5 separate regions of the Zea mays genome follow, and all the other regions are linked to region 5. Evidence: chromatin contacts called from public Hi-C data. All regions are on one chromosome and are shown on one strand. The core of a region is the stretch at or near the end of the contact, and the rest is flanking DNA. Distances in the headings are between cores, read along the strand shown.

Region 1 (4,789 bases), core at 1,494-3,993, 240 kb before region 5:
CAAATCAAATTAATGAAGCACCCATCAACAATTAGCAAGACCGATGAACTAGCAAGGCTTCTTGCAGAAGCACTTGCGCATGGCCACGTCCCGCTTGCACTCGCCACCGGGAAAGCTCTCCTTCATGCACACCTCGGCGCATCTGTCGCTGTTGAAGCAGAAGCCCTCGAACTGGAGACTCTGCGATAAGCATCGACTCTCTTCCTTCTCCGTGCTTTTCTCCTCCTTCTCCTTCTCCTTCTCCTTCTCCTGCTGTTTCACGTTCTCCATTATCAAGGCATGCATGGGCATGGCTACTCCCATTTTGGCATCGATGGTTCCCACCTCTGCATGCACCATACTGATCACATTCCATTTTGCAGATTCGCAACGTACAGATTTATTAGTCACCAAGAACAGGTGGGTGACCAATCAATCTGCCTGGTACGAGTACGTACAATTATAGATGGATAATGAGCAATTAAAACCTGACACCATAGGGCACCAGCTAATCACCTGCTGCGACGAGGAGGAGAAACAAGAATAGGACAGCTCCCTGAGACACTGCCGCCATCCTTCTCTCGTTTTATCAAGAACAGGAACGGCTGAACCTGCTGGCGGCCCCAACCTTGATGGGTGGGTGACAACGCAGGTCGCAAGGTGTGGGGGGATCCTCGCGGATACATTGGAACACAGGAGGACAGTTTAATTTATATGAACAGTTGGCGTCGACCGTCGAGCTTAGATTAGTCAATGCTTAATTTTGGAAGTGGCAAACGTGAGGGTCATATCTCTCTTCAATCAGGGACGAAGCATGTTTAGATCCATGACGCTTAAGTTTAGTGATGCATTTTTAGCTAAACTTTATCACTTGGAGATCCAAATAAGTTGATAAAGTGAGCTGCTAACTTTAGCTTCTTCATGGTGCGGTAACGTGAGCTAAAAATAGTCTATGCTGAGAAAAAAGACAGCATCGCCCCCTCACCCCACTCCCTCTCTCTCCATCTCGTATTAATTAGAGGTAGGGATGTCTTTCTATATAATATGCTAAACTTTAGCACTTATATCTACTAACATGTAGCCCGTACGAATGCTACGGTCTCGGAGAAGGGTTGACGACGGCGAAGGCGTGAGGAGTGAGGAGGTTGGCGGCGACGGTGTCAAATGGAGGGGTGATTTGAACTGTTAGTTTTGATAGTGTATTAAGTCTAGATGTAATTTATTTGATGGATTTAGTGGAGATTATAAATGTCGAGGTAATTAGATTGAGTGAATTTTGTAAAGTTTAAACTGGTGGATTATATAATGGTATAGAAACACTATCCAAATGCTAAATTTTGGTTCTCTATTTGAGAGTGCTAAACTTTAATTTAGCGCCATGCATGCTTTTAACACATGTGATCCAAACGTGTACTAAACCTGCCGTCATCTTGATGGACGATGATTTTTTCATGGAAAAATGCTGGTAGGGTATTTACAAATTACAAAGTTACTAAAATCGGCCAAAAAGAGAGACTTTTGTTCATGCTGTGCCAATCTCCGAATATGTGCAGTGCGCAAGAATGCGGAGTTGTGGACAGTTTCCATTTGGTGTCCGGCAAAGCGGGCAGAGCTGTTGGTTCGTCAGTCGATGACGAGCAAGTCGATCTTGTGTCCAAATGCAGTCGTGGATCACAAACCAACATAAAAAAAAAAAAACTTAGCAACCGGGAGGTGCCAGCGTTGTTAAAATCAGAGTCTAGCTCCAAGTCAGAGCTCATCCTGTTGAAAGAAAAATTCATCCTGTTTGCTTGGGCCGATAGATCACAGTTTTCCTGATGATCCAAAGATATTATCTATGCAGCTAGCTGGCAGTCGCGCGGCACAGAGAGACTCACGTACACCTCACGGGTCACGGTGTGTAGAACTCTGTGCACTCACAAACACAAGAAGCTTGGTCATCAAGTTCCCTAGCTAGCTAGCACCAAAGCAGATTTGGAAGAACGAACAGTTGCATTAGTACATCCATTTTGAATCACACGTGACAGCGGGAAGAAGGATCGTCCTGACTACCAACGGATGCAGAAAGTACAACAGTGAGATCCCATGGAGCATATTATTCGCGGGAAAAGAAGAGAGCAACAGGAAACAACGAAATCGATCGAAAGAGAAAACGGGGTCGAGTAGACAGCAACGCGGGAGGAGGACCGATATGATGCTTGAATTGCGTTGCGTGCCGACGACCTGCTTGTGCCAGCAAAGCCGAGGCTACTACTAGCATATCTTCTTGCAGAAGCACTTGCGCGTGGCGCCCTCCGCCTTACACTCGCCGCCGGGGAAGTTCTCGGTCTGGCACACGTTGGCGCAGTTGTTGCTGCTCATGCACAGGCCCTTGAACCGGTGGCTCTGCGACAGGCAGTGCCTCGCCTCCGCCACCTTGGTCGTCCCCAGCTCTGCACCGGCCGGCCACACTCAAATTAAGCATTACAACACCAAGCGCGTCGCATTACTGTGAACTTTACTTTGAAGGGTCACTCAAGCAGCACTGACGAGCAACGAGGAGTTGAGTCGGGCACCTGTGGCGACGAGGAGGAGCATGAGGACGAGGACGGGAGCCGCCATGCGTCGAGACAGCGCCATCACCCCCCTTGACCGTACCCTCGCTTGCTCTGAGCTTCGCTACGTAAGGCTACTCTCTGTACTCACTGGCTCGCCCCTGGGTGTCTTACCTTACGTCCTAACGACGAGGCTGGTGGACGCAGCACAGGAGCAGAAAGGGGGATGCAATGGATGGGAACCAGAGCCACGGTTTATATAGAGCGCTGGTATTGAGCCCAAGGGTTAGCTGATGTTTAATGCCCGGGTCGGGTGGCTGATTAGCGAGAACTAAACTGATTCCTCAACGCGTTCGACGGTTCGAGATTACTGCTAAGCAGGGCTGTGCAATCGTTCCATGCGACATACAGTAGAGTCCTGTGACTTTTTTCACGGGCCGGATTTTTCAGAATTCGCCCGCTGGATTCTAGCCGTTGTTAGCTAGCAGGACAGACAGGCACACCATGCAATGCACGCCGCTGCCTGCCTGCGTGCTGCCGCTCAGAAATGGGGCCTCGGTTCTGGTTGCAGCATGCGGCTCCCCTACGGTCCTGCCTGCGTAACGCTCTGCACGGCTTGCGTGGCTCCTGCCACGCATTTCTTGGCTCTTTGTGGGTGGATGCATTCATGCATGCATCATTCAGTGATCTGATCGGATCCGTCGGCAAGCAGATGTGCGCGCGCATCGGGGACAGAAACTCAGAGCTCTGTGCATGTGCAGTGACCATTTCCAACGATCTTTGGGCCACCTGGGCCTGTTTGATTGCCTGACAAGTGGTGCGGCCACACCCACGGCCTGCAACAACGCCTTTGTTTTCCCGGACTTCCACCGCAGCCCGGCCCGCACAGTGCTCAAAGCACCTATCAGTCAGGTCGTTCAAGAAACGAAATCCAACTTCCTTGTTTCGGGCCCGGCTGGATCGTGCGCTGGAGGCGTCAGCTCCCGCCCAATCTAGAGTTATTGATTTAGTTCAGAAGGAATGATTTAGTTCTTAATAACTATTATCCGAAAACTTTTTTTTGTATGTTCTTTCAGGAGGATATAACCCAGTTGCACAAGCGCTTCGATGACTGCAAGGAGCACATCATATAAGCACGTTGGCTTATAGAGACGGGAGGAATAATGTTCATCGCATCACATGGATGGCCTTATGTGTTTTGGAATGGCCAATAATCTAGAACTTTTTTTTGTTGCATTTGTAATAATTGTGGACAGTGGACTAATTCTTATCTAATGAGGAAGCGCGAAGCTGGAACTCCTTTCCATTGTTAAAAAAACCCCTCTGTTAAATAGTTTCTTACAGTGAGGTACTTCTATGTTGATTGTGTGGAGTGGGTCTTTGGAATAAATTACAAGACCAGGTGCTACAAAATAGTTTTTATTTCTTGATTCACTCTATGCAGCCACTTTGCGCATAGAGTTAATTCTAGAGAATTACAAAAAACATTTTAGCTAAAAAAACCTCTCAAAAGAACTAGCTTCTATATACAGTAAAAAAGTAAGGAGAGCTCCGTCAAACCAGCCCAAAAATGTATGAAATGAGATGTACTGCTATGCATGCGGCATGCCTCCTGCTGAGAAGACAAGAGATTAAAGGGGGGTTTGGTTCCAACTAACTTCTATAAAATTTAGTCTCTATCATATCGAATGTCTGAATGCTAATTACAGGTATTATATACGTGAAGGCTAAAAGATGAGACAAATTTATTAAACCTAATTAAGTTTGTATTTAATACTTAAAATTAATATTCAAACATTTGATATGACACAAACTAAATTTTAGTCAGGGAAACTAGACACCTTCTAGAGTAGGTGGTGAAGTATACGTACTGGGCCCTCGGAGAAGACAAGAGGCAGCGAAGAATATTATATGGTTAGGGCGTGTTTGGTTTCCCTAACTAAAGTTTAGTTCGTATACAATTATGAGTATTAAATATTGTGTAATCGCTAAACTAATTTAATACTTTTAACTATCATCTAAACATATGATGTGACAGGATAAAAATAGTTTATTGAATCGAAATACCCCCTTAATTACTCCCTCCAATATATAATGCGTAACCATATATGGTCAAAGACTAAGAAATATATTTAATTCTCTTTATATTACTGCATCGATGTGATGTACGTATGTATAGATGTATGTATAGATAGAACAAGATGTATTATGGTACAATAATAAAAAGTGATTACAGTCTTATATTATTGGACCAAGGAGCACAAGATACTAGAAAG
Region 2 (4,850 bases), core at 1,158-3,657, 130 kb after region 5:
CAATTTGGCCGACACAAGTGGTGGCGATGGCGAGGCCGGAAAGAACGGACCCGAGGCAGTTTAACTTGAGGTCCGTAACTGAGGCGATGCCAACTCCGAGCAGCAAGACCAGCAGAGAAAACTTGATCGTCTCACTGCATATTGCAACAAGACATATTTATCATAGCGGTAAATGGAAGGGACCGGCCTAGTTTCCTGAAACAAAATGATATTGTCTAGGACCGGTAAAAAAATGAAACAAACGAAGTTAAGCTTACTTTAATGTTTCCAGTGTTCTAGCTTGGCTAGACATTTTGCTATCTCATTTGATCTTGTGGGCCTTATTTTTATCAGAATAGTTTTTAAGGGGTGGAAATCTAATCACCCTAAGGGCTAGTTTGGAAACCACAAAACCGGAGAGGATTGAGGAGCTAGAATCCCTTCTTTTTAGAATCCCGTTCTTATTTAAATTTGAATAAAAAGAAAATTCTAGCCCCTCCAATCCCCTCCGGTTTTGTGGCTCCCAAATTAGCCCTAAGAGCTGGTTTGGTGACAAGAGATAACAAGGAGATCCATGTAGGAGCCCTTGCTATAGCGGCAATAAACCCTTCTTGTACGATAAATGTAGAATGTTGTATTGCCCAGTGCTTAATTTTACCACTGTTATGGTCTGAACAGAGTACAATCAGTACATCTAGTATGCAGGAAGCACCAACTCATGTTTCCCCCCCTCAAACTAACCTGAATCTTTTCTTCAGGAATATAGTCTCCAACAGCACCGTGAAGGGTATTATGGCCAACTTCGTCATCTGCAGAACATACTGAATTTGAGCCTTCATATTCAATCAAGAGAAAAAGAAGAAGAAAGAGAAGAGGACTGGCCTGGTAGAATCCGATGGAGTTGAACCCTAAACTAAGGTTCAGAAGGCCAATCGAGGTCCCGTTGAGCAAGCCAAACAGAACTACCGTCTGCCCGTCGATCGCCTTGGGCTCGAAAAAGCGCAGGCGCTGCGCCACGTGGAGGGTGCAGAAGGTCACCATCAGGTGCCAGCTTGTCAGAGTCGTAGCTGCATTGATCATAGGCACACATTTACATTTACATACGATACTCCGGCAAGTATTGGGCTGAACGCACGTGACTCTGCAAAGCGCGCTGTGGTTCATGGATAAGCCCGGGGGGAAAAAAACACATGATCTGTTGTTCTGTTCATATCTGTGGACGGCAACCGTCGATGAGGGCTGTCCTGTCCTTACCGAATGGAAAGCCTAGGGTGCTGATGAGGGCTTTGTTGCAGATGACAATGGCAACCGACGACGCGACGGAGAGCGTGAGAGACCCGATCACGCCGAGCTGGAAACCGGCAGTCATCTTGGCCAGCTTCTGAATCTGAATCTGCAGGACCAGGAATATATACATAAAAAAAAACGTTGGCGTTTAGTAACAGCAGGTAAGACACAATGATGTCTTGGGCCGTGGTGACGCATCCCAAACTAGCAGGCTACTGCCAAACGGCGTGCGACGAAGCGTACAACAACTGCGCATCTCTGGGGTGCCTGCTGTTCCGCCGTCCGGCACAGCAGACGGTCATGTACGACTTGGAAAAAAAAGCATGGCATTTGGGGCATCCAAGCGTACAACAACTGCGCATCTCTGATCTACTTTGAGTATCGTAGCACGCGAGCCAGGAACGAGGACGTACAGACCGGTGGGTTCGCTCTGGCCCGAGGTGGTACAATATGATCCAACGGAATCCTACCTGTGTTGCGAAATGATTGATCACGTTTGCATACACGCTATTTAATGATCTTTTTTTTGTTAAAGTAAAAAAAATGGTTAAAGTAAAGCGCTTAAAGCGAATGGTTGATATAAGAAATGACCACGCTTAGCCCTGTGTATCAATCAGGTGGAGCTTTTGGTCTAAATTCATATACCGGAAACAAATTTATTTGAGCAGGATACCGTAATAAACAGATGACCAGAAGAAGAACTAGATCGTTCTGTGCTGTTTTTTTTTAAAAAAAATATGAACATAAATATTGGATGGTGAAACAGAGAGCGTAGAAAAGAGAAAACCCTACGCAAAGCTTGATGATAAAACCTGACCACTTTGGTCCGTTGACTACGTGCAGCGAAACGCACGCGCACGGGACCAAGGCCAAAATCCTCCAACACATGTTAGAGCAGTGTCGCGGAACTCGAGCTCGAAAACAAAACCCGTCAGAAACCCGGTTCAGAACTCAAGAACAACCTGAGACGACACTGGAAAGAGTGCAGAGTACTCACTTGGAAAGTTCAATCAAATCGACAGGCCTCCTCTTCTCTGCAGCAGCTCCTCGTGCATGCGTGCGCGCGCGCGAGAACGAGGGAGGCGTGGTGCGGGCTTGTGGCCTCTAATGGCGCTGGTTCCGTGCCGCAGCTAGCGCCTCGTGGGGTGGGGAGGAAGAAGAGAGAGACGCAAGGCAGAGGCATTTTTATGCCCGGCCCCGGCACCACCTGTGTGTGTAGGTCGGGGCCCGGGGGGTGGGAGCCTGGGAGGGGAGGGGAGGTGTTTGGTGGTGCAGTCTGCTCCGTCCGTCCGTGCTTTGACGGCGGTGCAGGCAGCAGCTCCCTTCCGGTCCCGGACGTGGTCGACTCATCGAGTCCGCATCACCGACAAGGAAAGAGACGGTCACCGAACCAGGTAAATTTTCTCGAGACTGATGTTTGTTGCCCGAGTCCACATCACAATTCGAGGCCTGTTGCTGTAGCACAATCTACTAGTAATTTCAGTGCTAAATTATTACGCACATCTAATCTAAGAATTAATTAATAACGATGCATACAGTCGCGTAAAGTTTAGAGCATAATCATTCTGTCCTATTATATAAAACATAACCTCTAATTTAAAGACCAAGAAATACATTTAATTCTCTCTATTATCACTGTATCGATGTACATTTATATAAAGAGAGCACGTATTATATTGTAGGATAAGTGCGAAAAGTGATTATGGCTTATATTGTGGGAGGGAGTATTTCATACCTACAGTGCCAAAACGTGGATACCGATGACGTGAGTGGCTCCTCAGCATCCCGCCGCCGCTGCTGCCAGGCGCGGACCCACGCATCAGCCGGCCGGCGACGGTTGGGTCGGACGGCGTTGCGGCAGGCCGCTACCGACGACTCGGCTGGACCATTCTGCCAGCGTCCAAAGGGACCGATCGATCTTTCACTGCAACTTTCCCCTCGCACATTTTAGTTTCGTCCTGGAAAAAAAAAGGAAAAAAAGAAAAGAAGACTAGGACCGAGCGAGAAAGATGTTGGCCGAGGTCCATTATTGTCCGGTGTCAGCACTTTGCAACTAATTTGCGTACGACGACCAGTGGTACTAATCAATGTGTTGCTGCTACGACTAAGCAAGCAAGCAAGCAGCGTTCGGTGTCGCCACCAATCGCCCTACAATATTCCAGCTTTAATAAAAAAGTCCTCGTGAAGACGACGTTCGATCTTCACTGACGCCGCAGCAGAACTTTGCGGTACACACACTAATCAAGGTCTTTTCATCAAGAGTTTAATCAAGGTATTTTTCAAGTGCACCCTTAATCATACACCCGCGCGCGAGCGATAAATGGATACAAAACTTGTCCTTAAAAAAGGTGACCAGTTAAACCTTTATGGTGGTGATCAGTTGGCTATAGATAGTAACAGAAAAAAGGCCCGACTTTTCTGAATTGGGGTATCCTCTCATACGCTACCTTCCGGGGCAGTAGGGTGTAGGTGCTACATGCGATGAAAATTACAGGCCATTTCTCTTTTTTCTTATTTACTTTGGACATACAATATACTCCTATTTGTTACCTCAGTTTTTTCTTTTTGGACTGCGAGAGCTGATGACCATGAGGCACCGCTGAAAGCATGGGTCCATGCATAGACCCCCTGCACCGACTAAAATACAGATACCCAGCACCTCCAAAGCAGATTCTCCGACCTAACGAGGGCACTAATCGAATAGAATTAAGCCGAACGGGGAGCGGGAGCAGGAGCAGGAGCAGGAGCATCACATCAAGGCTACTAGCATTCACCCATCCAATAATTGGCAAGGAAAACAACACACACCTTCCCAATCCCCCCCTTGTCACTTAGGGCGCAAGCTTGGAGGGAGGGAGGGAGCCAGGTGGTTGCAGCAGTAAGTAAAGCGAGCGTCGATCGGCCTTCCCGTGAATGCAAGCAAAGGCAACCTTGGCGCGGCCTGTGGATGGAGCGGAGCGGCGCCAGGGCAGGCAGTCTGACCAGCTCCATTATTCTGGCCTGGTGTGTGTGGCCGTCGGGTGAGACCTCACACCAGTCAGTTCAGACAGCCGTGCCTCTGAATCTCTGGCCCCAGATCGATGCAGGGAAAAAAGAGAGAGAGAGGAGAGGGTGCGTGCTTGGATCGTAGCCGGGCCGGGTGCTGGATCAAATCAAGGTTTCAAATCACGAGTTCAGTATGGCGCGTTACCGCTCCCATGATATTCTGTTTGACGAAGAACTCGCGTGGAACAGCTGCATCCTAATCTCGGCGAGGGAAAAGTAGTGGGTGAGTTAGGATGACGGTGTTTGTTAATACTCCTGTCTAGGGTTAGGTGAAGAATGGCGAGGACTGGTAGATTCGTGTGCTCCAACCTGCACTGCACCACCACCTTTTGTCGGTGGCACACGTGTTGTGTGAAAAAAACTGTTTCACAGAGGACTGGTGCAGATGCAGAAGTTCCCGCAGACACTCGATGTGGACGCCCGGTGGTTTCAGAGTTTCAGTTCTCCTTGGATTCAGAAAAGAAGAAGAAAGAGAGTTTCAGCTCCCATCTGCGCTTCCGCAGGTATCTGCGGTCCGTCAGAATAAGAATCGAGGGAAC
Region 3 (4,711 bases), core at 1,641-4,140, 140 kb before region 5:
AGAAATAATTCATCTCCCAAATTCTAGACACAACTCTAATAAAAAGAAGAGAGAAGAAATCTATAGAGAGTAAAACAAGGAGTAACACCTGAATTTGGTAGATATTAGAGAAAAAATTTTATACCGCAGATTTAGGGTGTTACAAACTCCCCTATTTGGCTAATTTGTCCTGCTTGTGGACTGCACCGTGGGTTGACATTGCTACCGTATTACAATGAGATATACTACTAGCACACTGTTGCTATACTGCACTTGCATGGTGGCACTGGTAAACAAAATTGCAACATAGTAGTAGGTGAAAAAAGGAAAATATCAAGATCCCAAGTCATTTGTAGAACTAAGACAAACACCATGATCATCGAGACAAAATGTGACAATACAAAAAATATAGATTTCGGGTCCATTCTATCATTCTATGACACTAGTTGAATCCATTCATCAAATTTATGTATTGCTACAACAAAGTGGTGAGAATTCTATTCCATGACATTAGCTTCAACGGAATCAATGGTTGAAGTTATGCAATAGGCTTCCAGCATATATTACCACCTGAAAATTCAACCAATCAACAACAGTTTCATTATGAAAGGTACGAGTTATTTTTCAAGACTATAAGAAAATAGTTAGACCAAGAACACAAAACTTCAATTTACACATAACAAATAAGCATGATAATTGAAATATGTAAGAAGCACAATTAATTATAAGCATGAACATGCTGAGTTTTGGTCAAGTCAAATTCATATGCAGGACAAAGACCTAAAGTAGACCGTTATTTTAATTAAATAGAAAAAGGAGGTAAACAAAGTTGTTATCGTAGGCACACAAGTATTAAAGAAACAAGTTTAGATCAGAGTAGATCAAAGCTGACACTTTTAAGCACTAATACACATCTCATCTCAGCATCACGACACACATCTCATCTCAGTATCACGACACATCTCAGCAAATGGTAACTTAATTGTTTTCAAAAATAAAGTTTGTTCATTGCATGTTGTGTTTCAGGTTATAGGTAGGGAACAAGATCCCTGATTGAGCCTTCACATCTAGCATTTCCCATCGCTTCAGAATGGCCCAAACAACATAAGGTCAGGAACTCAATTCTCTCTAAACTGTCACAGAAAAAGAAATCTCTCGTACAAATTAATGCCTAAGGAACAAAGGAAATAAATTGAGATTGAGGTGGTGCTGTTCATCGGCACTTAGTCCACGAAAAGTGGGGGAGTGCGATCTTCGTAGCTGCACGTTCTCGAAGCATAGCTGAGCGAGAAGGGTGGTCGGTGTGTGACAAATTACGGGCCGGAGTTGGAGACCACCGCCCGATCCCTAATTGACGTGGTCAGGTCGCGGTGAGCACAGGTTTGTCTCTGTTCCTACATGGTGTATCACCTTTCGGGTGAAGATTTAGAGCGCGGGGACGTCAGGTCGCGAATCAGCTGTGACGCCGCGGAACTGAAATCCCGGACCCCAGCTAGAAAACCCACACCCTGAACCCACCAACACATATCCGCATCCGAAAAGAGTCCAAAACAAAGAACAATATCTCACCCACTGAACGGCCCAAAGCAAGCAGGCAGGCCTTTGCGCCAGTAGGATAAATAAATAAATAAAGCCAATTAAAGATAAATAATATACAGCAGTCGAATCAGAGAACTGACTAGAACGACAAAATGAATGAAGAGGGAGGGGGGCTTGGCAATGATTTTTTTGTTACGGATGTTTACCTCGGCTGCGACGGCGAGCAGCAGCTTCTCCGCGGCGACTCCGGCGGAGGCTCTTAGTTGCAGGGGCCCAGGAGTAGGCGTTCACAGAGGAGGCACCGGATAGGATCATCCTCATCACCAGCAGTCAGGAAAGGGAGCAGGGGCACGGAGGTTACCTTGTTGCCGAGGAACTGGGGTCTAGGAGGCACAAATCTGGTGGTTTCAACAAGGCCAACCCCATGCCTGGCAAGGCCTGTGGAGCCCGGAGGAGGACAGAGGCGCCGGGCAGCTCGGGCAGGACGAAGGCAGGAGGGAGGGGAGGGGAGGGGAGGGGTAGGGCAGGTGGTGGGCGCAGGATAGCCCGTGGCTACTGATGGCTGGAGGGGGCATATGCGGACTCTGCCCTCCATGGCCTATATAAGCTAGCCGCTAGTCGTTGTGTTGCCAAGGACCGAGTGGATCGCATCGGAGAACTCGCCATCGTAGCGCGATCTTCGTAACGTGCTGCACGTTCCCAGAGCGTAGTTGAGCGAGAAGGGTGGCCGATGCACGATGAATTGTAGGCCGGAGTTGGAGACCGCCGTCTAATCAGCTAATTGACGTGGTAAGGTCGTGGCGCCACAAGATTCACGGTGAGCACAGGTTCGTCTCTATTGTTTGTATCACCGCGTAGAGTGCGGGTCGCAATTCACCGGTGGGCGCCGCTGTGGGCTAAGGGCAGTCTCGTGGAGGTGGGAGAGGGTCACTGGACCGTCAATCAGTGGCTATGATTAAGAATCTATTATACCATTTCGACTTGGGATAGGGCTGAACCGCTGAAGGTTAGTCAGTTTGGCAGAATTGATTAAGCTAGTTGCTCGATTTATTAGATTGATTGAGTTAGTTGCTTGGTTGTTGAGAAAATCAGGAAGGCTTTATCCCTTGTTAGTTCGTTGAAAAAATAAAGGAGCCTCCAACTTTAAAGAGGAACGGACGACCGAAACTCAGCGTCCCAAACTCCCCTATATATCCCATTTGCTATACTCTCCTCTGCGATCAGCTAGGAACCCTCGTTGGTGAATGCTAATTTTCTGTTTGGTGTTTGCAGAACCTTTTTGAACGATCTTGGCTTCCTGGAATTAGGAACGTGGATTTGGTAAGTATTATCCTCCATCCATATTTGCATCTTTGTGTCAGTACTATTCCTGTTCACGTTCCAAGAGTGAATTTTGTAGATCTGCTCCTCCAATGGCAACCTTTAGCAAGGCTAGCAGGCTGTGTGGTGCAGTGACTATGCAACCAAAACAGCTGTGGAGTCTACTACTCTCGAGAATCTTGCCTAAGCTGCTCGGTCTTCCTGGTATTTTGCTGAAGAAATTCCGAAAGGAAGGTGTGATGGAATTGGATGCTGCTGCATTGCCAGAGCTGCCACAGAATGTGTTGATGGACATCTTTGGTACACTTGAGGTCCCTGACCTCATCTGAGCAGGCTCGGTTTGCTCGTCATGGCATGCTACCTACAAATGCCTGCTCGACCTGAGGCAATACAAGCAACCCCAGACACCATGCCTGTTCTACACTTGTGAATCTACCGGTAGCAACGTAGGGTTTCTATACAGCCTCAAGGAAAATAGGTCCTACAAGTTAACTCTATCGGAGCCACCCATCCGTAGTAGGTTACTGGTCGGGTCCTCCAACGGTTGGTTGATTACTGCAGATGAGAGGTCTGAGCTGCATCTTGTGAATCCCATAACTGGAGAACAAGTTGCACTTCCCTCTGTGATTACCATAGAGCATGTGAAGCCCATCTTTGATGCATCAGGTACTATCCATATGTATGAGTTGTCATATGAGACACCACCCGACCTGTTTGATCTTGGCGATCTGCGCGATGAGCTCTACTTCAAGGCATTTGTGTTTCCTGATCCATCCACCACTGGAAGCTACATCGTGGTTCTTATTCATGAGCCACATTCACAGCTTTCGTTTGCACGACCGGGAGATGACAAGTGGGCCTGGGTTGGACAAGGTCGCGAATATAAAGACTGCACATATGTGGATGGTCTTTTGTATACAGTGAATTACTTTGGAAAAATTGATGCGTTTGATTTTACCGCATCCCCTGTTAAAATGACAATAATTATGGACGAGCTGAAGTATCCTGTATGTGAAAACATGTACATTATTCAGGCTCCATGGGGTGATTTGCTGCATGTTTGGAGGACTATTGACGTTCCACCCAATGCTCCGTCGTGGGTCCCTGGAAAATGCCTGTCAGAAACCTTAAAAATACAAGTTTATAAAATGGACTTGGAAGCAAAGCAACGGGTGGAAATAAACAGGTTGCAGTGTGATAGTGTTTTATTTCTTGGCCACAACGATTCACTTTGCCTTAGTGCTCAAGTACATCCAGGACTCAAGTCAAATCATGCATACTTCACTGACGATTTTAAAGAATTGACTGTTTTATTAAAAAATTGCATGCGTGATATGGGAGTCATGGACTTGGAAAATAGTGTCAAGAAGGAAATTGTCTCTCAAATTTGGTCCAACTGGCCCTGTCCCACTTGGATAACACCCAATCTTATGAAGCTGAATCAGGCATTCAACATATAGCTTTTTAGGTATTATTATTTAGTACCTTTGTTTTGTTATTTTTTTATCGAAAATGGTGTAATCGATATTATGATAAAAGAATTGTACACAATACAATGGTCATTTCTTCCTAATAAGATGTGTAGCAGTAAAAACGATAATGGCTACTTGCAGATTCAGAGAGAACGAATAAATTTTCACCAACTTTTCTTGTGATAGGAGCCATCAATTTAGGGTTCCACACTTAGGCTAGTTTGCCCCTTCGGGATTGAAGGGAATCGAGGGAGAAATTAGTTTATTTCTACCTAAATCTCTCCAATCCAGGAGGACATTTAAGTTTCTAAACTAGCTCTCATTGACTGCAGATAACTAAATCCAAGAAGTAGATAGTCATTCCATTTGACATGCGGAAACATGTAAAAACTAGTGAACTT
Region 4 (4,733 bases), core at 1,989-4,488, 220 kb before region 5:
AACCCCGCTTTATGGGAATATTCTGGGGATAACCTAGGTAGCTGAGGGCACATGCGTCCTTAGCTCAAGGCGCTGCGTGCTCAGGTACCTATAAATACCCCCGCACAGTGCCCGTGAGAGGCCAGATGAACAGTGCTTTTGCCATCACGTGCTAAAACCCTGTTTGTGCTAACATTCCCCCCACTGTTAGATCAACTTGTGCCCGTGTGCAAGTTCCAGTACTCGCCCAGTCTTTTGACAAGTTGAGGGACGGCGATCGAATTCCAGTACAAATGACCATGGCGTGGGATCATAGCTCAACGCCGGCGCGGTCCAAATCTAGCGGGCAGTTGACGGTGATCTTAGGCCGGCGTACGCTGGCCACCGTGTCCGTCATAGTCATAGGCCTCCAGATTCAAACGCTCTACGCCTCCAAGTGCAAAAACAGGTCGTTCCAACACCGGCCATTCGTGGGCACCAAAAAAGGTGGGAAAAAAAGGAGGGTTGAAAAAAGCTGCGCTTGTACGTGGAGTTGCACTTACGGTAGGTAATTGGCAACAATGACCGAGTGTGTGGAGTGGGAGTGGCCATAGAGAGGAGCGCACTTCAGAGGTAGGTAAATCGCGGAGTAAGTTATCGGCTCCTTTACTCGGTTTATGTCTCTATCATTTCAAGCACGTATACAAACTCCAATTGAGTTAATGAGGCCGGTAGAATAAGTAATCGGTGCGGTAGACCAACAAATGAGTGTTTTATTGACGAATTGGGTTCATCGTGAAGAAACTTAAGAGTCTGTTTGGTTGGGCTGTGAAAAAAGTTGCTGTGAGCTATGGAAAAGGCTGTTGTAGGCTGTAAGCTGTTAAAAAGCTAAAAACCGTTTGGTGGAAACCACTAAAAGTCGTTAAAAATTATTCGATATATGTTTTCACAGTTTCATCCGAAAAGCCACTAAAAGCAAGTCCAGATGTGCTTTCAGATTTGCACTATGAGAAAGTTAGCTTTTAGAAAAAGCTGCTTCCTAGATCCAGCCCTTTGGTTGGCTTTTGGCTTTTAGGAATCAAAAGCCAAAGCCAAAAGTCAAACCAAATACACCCTAAGGCTATCTTTGAGTTGGCATCATGCCATGGGACAGTGGGTCAAATTAAAAGGTAGACAGGAGATAGAACAGTAGGTTTAAGCCAAAGAATTAGTCGAAGCTAGTGATATGGAATTCAAACGGAGTGATGTAGGGTATGTTTGGTTCAGTTTTATGAACCGCATTCGATACCAAAGTTATTGGAATCTCAACAAAGCGGATACGGGAGTAGAATACATTGTTAAAAATCTATATACTTTCTAGTTCAATTCATAATCATCTCCTATCCTAGGTTTTCCAGATTTCTGTCATTCATATAACAAGCTATCATGCTTTTAAAGAATCTACGGTTACCAGTTGCTTTAACTAAACATGTTGTAGTTTTCCCACAACCGTTAGCTGGATCTACAGCTGAACCATACAATAGAACAATACAGACCCGTAGTGGGATACATAGAGAGAGAGAACTATGATCAAACAATAAAAAAATATTTGCAAAAACTATTTTCAAATAGGAAAAAACTTTAAATGTTAAAATGAAAACGTAGCTACATGTGCGTTACATGTGTCAGCCACCTAGCTGCTTCCTAAAATTTGAAAGCCAATGGTAAATAAATAAAAAACAGAGAAGCCACTGAGAGTTGCGGCAACGCCACGTCACCCAAATCCACTCTCTAAATTTCAGTAAATACTAAAATGTGGCTTATATCTAAGTGTTGAAAGCTGAATGGTTCTGTTGTTAAGGATTGAAAAATAGGCTCGTCAATGGTTGTAGAACAGACTCAATTTTCTCGTATAACATAGCAGCAGACCTACGTTTTCCAATGAAATGAGGCAATCCAACAAGGTTAACTGAACAAACAATTTAAAATAGCATTATCTCGAAATAAAAAAAGTGTCTGTTTGATAGATCTTTAGCTTCTCAAAAAACGGTGAAACCAAAAGAATCCATGTGTTTAGTGGTTTGGGTTTCTTGCACACAGAAAAAAAAAGGTTTCACTTCATTATTCTGTTCTTGGTTTTGGCTTCAAAAGCCGTTCTCTTTATTAAACGCTCGTTTGGTAGGATCTTTATTAAGCTGGTGAAGAAGACACAAACAAAAGTCCTGCCGAAGTGGGGCCTAATGAATCTGTTACCGACATCGGATGTGATCTAGTACAGTACCCGTGGCGCCAAGACGTTCAACACTGAATTCAATAGAATCACATGATTTCCTGCCTTTATTTAAATCCCACCCCCGCAAAAGAAGAAGAAAAACGATCTTTCGGTGTATCAATCAAAATCCCGTCTCTTTCATTCTCCCTGTAATAATAGTGTGTGTCTGAGGTGTATGGCGCCGTATTGGTTTTCCCTGTAGCCTGATAGGCATAGCACAGCTTGAAGACGACATCAAACCGAAGCAGATGGAAAAAAAAAGTGAGCCAGCCGAAGCCGGCTATGCAGTTCCCGCCACCAATAGTCAACAGATCCAGCATACCCGCCAATTGGACCGTCACATCCCCGACGCAGCCACCACCGGTCACCAGACGCAGCAAGCCAGCAATCCACCGGTCCTTCGCCCCGCTGACGCGCGGTGTGTGCAAGGCATGCATGGCATTGGCACGCGCCCTGGCGCGCGGGGCGTTGGCGCGGCCGAAAGCGGCGGCGGCACACGTGCCACCTGCCGCTAGCGGTTGACTTCGCTGCTAATCTTCCATCGCCATCCCCCACCCCAACCCCAACCCCCAGCGACAGCGGAATGTGGAGTCCCTACGGGTCAGCGTGCCCAGGACAAGTACTTAAATTTCTTTAATGTAAGGGACCTAGTACTTAGTGCATGAATCGACACGTACAGCTTAAACGATTCCAAAACTAAAAAAAGTGTAATAGTTTGTTTCGCAAACATTATCTTCCATAAGCACGGTTATATTTTATTTCTGATAATATGGGCACAAAGGTAGCACTGATCCGGCTGGGACAATATTCATTAATATCTACTATTCGGTATGCAGGTTCTATCCTCAGAATGGTCTGCTTTCTTGAGAGTTATAATACTCATGCGTTTCATGGAAGCCAAATGGAGAGAAAGGGAGGCTTGAGAACGACGGTTAGGCCAATTTTGAACAGAGGTCAAAAGACGTCCGACCATGGATTCTTTCAGCAAGTTGAAAAAGACAATCAATTCGACAAAGAAAACTCGGGCCACCCACGGCTGAGTGCCTGCACAATCACAAGTCAAAACCGACCCACGCCGCGCCGCCCCGCCCCCTCCTGACAACACTACTGTCCACTCCCATCGTCTCCCTCCCTCCCACCTCACTTCCCTTCTCCCCTCTCCACCATTGTTGCTACCGGTGCAAGCGCTCAGGCGAGACCAGCTTTACGCTCCGTATGGCCTAGGTCCTGAGAATCCCCGCCCAACCTCATCACTGTACTTCGTCCTTGCTTATATGGAGCATTTCTTGATGCGAGGCACCGCCACATGGCCACGTCGTTCCTTTCTGTGCTTGTCTGCTGTCTTGGTCCTGCTGCTGCTGTCTCCAGTCGACTCCCTGAAGAAGACCACCATCTCCTGTGACCCGGGTGACCTTAAAGCCCTGGAGGGCTTCTCTGAAGCTCTCGACGGTGGCAGCGTCGCTGGCTGGGAGCACCCAAATGCGACCAGCTGCTGTGCATGGCCCGGTGTCAGGTGCGACGGCAGCGGGAGGGTCGTCCGGTTGGACCTCCATGGCAGGAGGCTGCGGGGCGAGCTGCCGCTCTCGCTCGCGCAACTGGACCAGCTGCAGTGGCTCAACCTCTCCGACAACAACTTCCACGGTGCCGTCCCCGCGCCTGTGCTCCAGCTCCAGAGGCTGCAGCGACTCGACCTCAGCGACAACGAGCTTGCTGGCACACTCCTGGACAACATGTCTCTCCCATTGATCGAGCTCTTCAATATATCCTACAACAACTTCAGTGGCTCCCACCCCACGTTCCGTGGCTCAGAGCGCCTCACCGCGTTCGATGCAGGGTACAACTCCTTCAGCGGGCAGATCAATACTAGCATCTGTGGGTCGTCTGGTGAGATCAGCGTGCTGCGATTCACATCCAATCTCTTTACTGGGGACTTCCCAGCAGGCTTTGGGAACTGCACAAAGCTCGAGGAGCTACATGTCGAACTCAACAGCATCTCCGGGAGATTGCCAGATGACCTATTCAGGCTGCCATCTCTGAAGGTCCTGTCTCTGCAAGAGAATCAACTAACTTGGGGGATGAGCCCAAGGTTCAGTAACCTGTCCAGCCTTGAGAGATTGGACATATCTTTCAATTCATTCTTTGGGCACCTTCCAAATGTTTTTGGTAGCCTCCGCAAGTTGGAGTTCTTCTCTGCACAGTCCAACCTCTTTGGGGGCCCATTGCCTCCCTCACTGTGCCGTTCACCCTCACTGAAGATGCTGTACCTGAGGAACAATTCGTTGAATGGAGAGGTCAACCTCAACTGCTCGGCAATGACACAGCTTAGCTCGCTCGACCTTGGCACAAATAAGTTCATTGGCACAATTGATAGTTTGTCAGATTGTCGTAATCTGAGAAGCCTGAACCTTGCCACAAACAACCTCAGCGGTGATATCCCTGATGGTTTCAGGAAGCTTCAGTCGCTAACCTACCTCTCACTTTCAAACAATAGCTTCACAGATGTCCCTTCAGCATTATCTGTCCT
Region 5 (4,359 bases), core at 233-2,732:
CATATTGGAAACTACTTTTGACCTCAACAGGTGGTTCCCCTATTCAGGTCAAAAGTAGTTTCTTATGTGATTTCATCAGCTTTACAATGTGATTCTCATAAGAGTTGAACAGTGACAAAAATCATACTAGTACATTAGTACAGATAGCAGAGACTTAGCAGGCCCGCTTGACCAACACATAGCCCACCAAACAGCCCATTCTGCTGGCCCGGCCCTGGCTGCATCTCTCTCCCGCATTTTTTCAGGCTATTCGTCTGTCATGTGGAGCCCAGAAAGCTGTGAACAGATTTGGGCTGGCGGCTCAAAAACCTACCCGACATGAACTGACGAGCCCTGGCCCTCGTCTTGTCCACGGCGATCCACCGTGTCGTACTCGTACCGCGCAGTCCGCGCTCCATGCATGCACCCCACAGTACGTGCACGTCGGTGCTGTCACTCTCCAGCGCTGCCGTGCACGTGGACGTGGGTTCACCCCACCGGATTTCTTCGACACGCAGGCGCAGCAGAGCACGGCTCGTCGGCACTGCGGCACCGCCAAGCAGCATGCCCGAGACCGGCCCTCCGAGCTCCGATCCGCGCTGTGGCACCGTGTCCGGCGGTCCGGCCTCATCTCTCCGGCGTCTCCGCTAACAAAGCGCATCATCGACGACATGCATGCATACGGGCGCTGTCACGCACGGCCCCAGCAAGCCAATCCGGATGCGTTGCGCCCACGATCGAGCAGGCGCGCCCACGTCCGCCTGCTGACCGGGTCCACCGGCTCCGGCGCATCCCACTGCCTTCCCTCCCTCCGGGCTCCGGCCGAAAGCGACGGCACCCATGCAGGTTGCAGCTAGCGGATAACGATCCGGCCGGGCGTGCGTACGTGTGATGGACTGGTGGCCTGGGGACACGTTGGGCTTGGGGGTCGTCGCAGACGCCGTACCTCAGCATTAGCCACCTAATTTTATTACTACACATCCGGCGAAGCGTCCATCACACGTTCACAGCGAGACGGTCGACCACACACGTAAGAGCACCCGCATTTCGGTGCAGCCTTTTCCAGTCCGCTTTGTAGCATGTATGTACTAGCACGGAGTAATTTTACCGGCCTGATGGATCGGATAAATGGATAATAATGCCCAGACAGTGTGGGTAGATTGCTTTAAGTGGCAATATTTTACATTAGCAGCCACGGTTAACAGAAGGAATTAGAGGACAACTCGTCTACAGACTCTGCTATTTTTAGGTTGGCACACAGATAAGTAGTTCTGTTTCCAATCATTCTCTCTCTCTTTATATATAATACACACACTATCCAAAACAATAACGTTGGGCCCGGCACATTATCAACATCGGCTCCCGGTAGCTAGCAACGTGGCAGCACCTCAGTACCCGATCGCATCCGACCTGGCTCAGCATAAATAGACACCAGGGCCCAGCGAGCAGTGGGCGCAAGTGCACCGGCCTCCACCATTTCCGTCCACCTCGTAGCGATACGAACGTGTTGTCGTCCGGAGGGCGAAACCGTCATTGCATTAACGGCCTTATCCATTCCCCCCGCTCTTCGCTCTCGGCCCTCCAGCGCGTATAAATGCACGGCCCAAACCACCGGCACACGCGCTCACTCATCTCCCATTCGTTCTCCCTCCACATCGCGCGCTTCTTTTTTTTTTCTCCCCCTCTCCCATCCCATCTGGTCCTACCATTCCTCGCACGAAGTCGACGGTGGACCGACTCGCACATCGTCTCCGACGTGGCGGTGGTGGTACTACGCAGGCAGCACACGCTACGCGCAATGGCGAGGACCACGCGGTCGGCGGCGACGGAGCGCGCGTACCTCCACTTCGCGCCGGCGCCGCACGGAGGAGGCGTCGTCGTGGTGCCGACGAGCCCCCTAGCGGGCACGGGCGAGGACTTCGACGAGTCGGACATCTGGGGCGCGTTCGCCCCGAGCGCCGCTGCTGCGCCTGCTGCCGAGGCGCCGCCGCCGCGGGCGCGCCCGTTTGTGCTGGCCGCGGCCGGGAAGGCGACGACGAAGCCGGCGGCTCCTGCGCACGGGTCCCTGCCGGTGAAGATCCCGGACTGGTCCAAGATCCTGGGCGACGAGTACCGGCCCGCGGGATACCACCACGGCTGGGACTGGGAGGTGGACGACGCCGACGACGACGGCTCCGTGGACGCGCTGGTGCCCCCGCACGAGCTCGCGTGCCGGCGCCGCGCCGCGTCGCTGTCGGTGAACGGGGTCGTCGGTAGGACCCTCAAGGTCCGGGACGCGGTGTGGAAGCGGACCACCGGGTTCCAGGACTGACTGACCGGCGGCAGCGGCGACGACAACGGCGGCGACTTGGTCGGGGCCGCGGACGCCATTTTGCACTCCTATAGCCGGCGTGTGCTTCGCTATAGCTTTGGCAGAGGAATTTAGGTTTCGATGAAATTTAATTGAGTCGGGAATAGTTGATCGTTGCTTCAGGTAGTGGTGCAGGAAGTTGATGGGTGTTGTCTTTTAGTGAGTGAGTTTTTTGTTTTGTTTTGCAAGAGCTAGCGTTTTAGCTAGTCCACCCCTTTTGCTGTGCGCTAATTTAATTTAGCGGTGTTTGTTTTGTTTCTCGCCTTGGTAAAGCCTTGGCATATCGATGAGATGAGGTTCGTCTCTAGGTCTAGGTTGTTTGTGTCTGTACCATTGATGGTTTACCGTTGCATTTTGTAGCGGACATATCATTTGAGTTTCTGAACAGAATGCGGCACACTAGCAGCAGGTGTTGTGACGTGGCCTGGTGTATGAGCTATAGCTAGCTCGCACCTCGCAGTGACATTGCGTTTCCGCCGGTGGAGCGAGCGTCATCGGCCGATCACGCAATGCGATCGATCAATTCGGTGTCGTTATCCGTGGACAGCCGTGAAACTGACCTGTCCTTGTCGCGGCGCAGCAGATTTACGTACGTGGTCAGGCGGTTGTGTTTGATCAGTTTCTCTTCAAGTGCGTTTGTCTTCATTAGTCGTCCCTCCCGCATGCAGCACAGTCTGCTGCTGCAGTGACATCAATCATCGGTGATCTCATCCTCGTCGTCGGGAGCCCAGGTTGGCAGCTGCAAGAAGATGGAGGAGGTGGAATCTGCTGCTTCTCTCTCTCATCCCTGCCGGCGCCAACTGTCTGCGAAGAAACCATTGGCAGTGCGCTCGGATCCGCCCAGAAAGTCTCACCAATAACAGCTCTTGCTTACCAAGGGAACATTGCTCTTGCTGGCGTGTCGTCGTAGTTCTAGACTAGATAGACTCTCCGGTCCGCCCCATATAATAAATGCATGTCTTGTTTATAAAAAAATGATTTACTTCAATTGTAAGTTTAACTAAAACTATATATATATATATAATGATAATAATATATATTTCTAAATAAATCTATTACAAAAAAATACATTGCATGTTTAGGATAATGGTATTTATTATATATCATAAACAATAACATGTTTTTACATGGATTTGGTTGAATTGGACAAAGGTTAACTCCAGGTGAGAAGCGGGATATGCATGCGCCTTTATTTTAAGAAAGAAAGAAAAAAAACAGGTGCTGTGTCATCCTGAGTCATCACCTTGACCGCGTGCTTAAATTCCTCCGGTCAGTGCACTGACCGCGGCTCCACCGCGCGCGCACACGGGACCATAAATATCATTTTTAACACAACCTTGGCGTACGTGACGGGTCACGTACGTTATTTACTGCGGCAGGCCGCCGTAGAAACCAGCTGGAATGAGCACGCGCCTGATGATAATTAATCAGCGTGAACAAAAAGACAATCCATCCAACCTTATTACAAACCCCTCACGTACGTACGTACACGACGCAGCGCAAGACCGCAACGGAATTCATCGCGACCTGTCAAGTTCAGCCACTGCAGGTTGCCAACCAGTGAGGTAGAGAACTGAAGATAGCCACACTACACACACACAGACACACGTGTGTGGGTGTGGTGCACATAACCACCAGTCGTCCTAGTCCTGATCCGAGAACTGAAGCAACAAGGAAAAGGTCGTCCATGCATTGCCTGCTACCTGGATCTATGGCTTGCATTTAGGTGCGAGTTTCCGGCGCCACAGTGATCAATTATTGATCGCCCGTACGTGTCGACGACGGATAAGGCCGTGGCCGGCCCGGTGCATGGGTCCAGCTAGGCAGGCTGCGGCCTCGCCTGCATTCAATCCAACGTGAACTCGTCTGGCGTTCCTTGTGGTTGAGCCATGCCCATACATGCACTCCTCCCCCCTCCCCCCCAATCTGAAAAACTCTGACAGGGCGATCTAGGACGCCAGGAAAACGCAATGCTTACCGTGCCCGGATGGACAAATCTCACACGGCACTTGCTCAAAATTTCCAGCAGC

Evidence for each region. A called contact is a pair of places that touch in the nucleus more often than the background predicts.
Region 1: a contact with region 5 is called in a Hi-C map of tassel, with 2.4 times the contacts expected there. The contact joins the promoter of LOC100280611 here to the promoter of LOC103627537 in region 5. A contact is called at or near these places in 2 of 25 Hi-C or Micro-C datasets (ear and tassel).
Region 2: a contact with region 5 is called in a Hi-C map of ear, with 2.2 times the contacts expected there. The contact joins the promoter of LOC100383574 here to the promoter of LOC103627537 in region 5. A contact is called at or near these places in 5 of 25 Hi-C or Micro-C datasets (bundle sheath, ear, endosperm and 2 more).
Region 3: a Hi-C map of leaf shows a contact between it and region 5, with 6 times the contacts expected there. The contact joins the promoter of LOC103628801 here to the promoter of LOC103627537 in region 5. A contact is called at or near these places in 4 of 25 Hi-C or Micro-C datasets (bundle sheath, ear and leaf).
Region 4: a contact with region 5 is called in a Hi-C map of leaf, with 3 times the contacts expected there. The contact joins the promoter of LOC103627437 here to the promoter of LOC103627537 in region 5. A contact is called at or near these places in 10 of 25 Hi-C or Micro-C datasets (bundle sheath, ear, leaf and 2 more) and 1 of 3 datasets of contacts at active chromatin or transcription factors (leaf).

Annotation. Positions count from the first base shown.
Region 1 is chr5:191,010,693-191,015,481 of Zm-B73-REFERENCE-NAM-5.0, reverse strand. It overlaps LOC100280611, which reads right to left and starts at 2,743. Exons shown (of 2, transcript NM_001153529.1): 1 at 2,535-2,743; 2 at 1,913-2,411. The coding sequence starts at 2,598. The coding sequence ends at 2,233. It overlaps LOC100282320 (low-molecular-weight cysteine-rich protein LCR69), which reads right to left and starts at 663. Exons shown (of 2, transcript NM_001313845.1): 1 at 496-663; 2 at 1-326. The coding sequence starts at 553. The coding sequence ends at 49.
Region 2 is chr5:190,637,887-190,642,736 of Zm-B73-REFERENCE-NAM-5.0, reverse strand. LOC100383574 (Nucleotide/sugar transporter family protein) reads right to left here and starts at 2,407. Exons shown (of 8, transcript NM_001176222.1): 1 at 2,264-2,407; 2 at 1,234-1,372; 3 at 862-1,046; 4 at 721-788; 5 at 2-134. The coding sequence starts at 1,348.
Region 3 is chr5:190,909,406-190,914,116 of Zm-B73-REFERENCE-NAM-5.0, reverse strand. LOC103628801 reads left to right here and starts at 2,890. Exons shown (of 1, transcript XM_020538214.1): 1 at 2,890-4,298. The coding sequence starts at 2,931. The coding sequence ends at 4,298. It overlaps LOC103627538 (a long non-coding RNA gene), which reads right to left and starts at 2,450. Exons shown (of 2, transcript XR_553689.4): 1 at 1,725-2,450; 2 at 229-549.
Region 4 is chr5:190,992,489-190,997,221 of Zm-B73-REFERENCE-NAM-5.0, reverse strand. It overlaps LOC103627437 (phytosulfokine receptor 1), which reads left to right and starts at 3,238. Exons shown (of 1, transcript XM_008647734.3): 1 at 3,238-4,733. The coding sequence starts at 3,484.
Region 5 is chr5:190,769,929-190,774,287 of Zm-B73-REFERENCE-NAM-5.0, reverse strand. LOC103627537 reads left to right here and starts at 1,482. Exons shown (of 1, transcript XM_008647826.4): 1 at 1,482-2,695. The coding sequence starts at 1,574. The coding sequence ends at 2,290.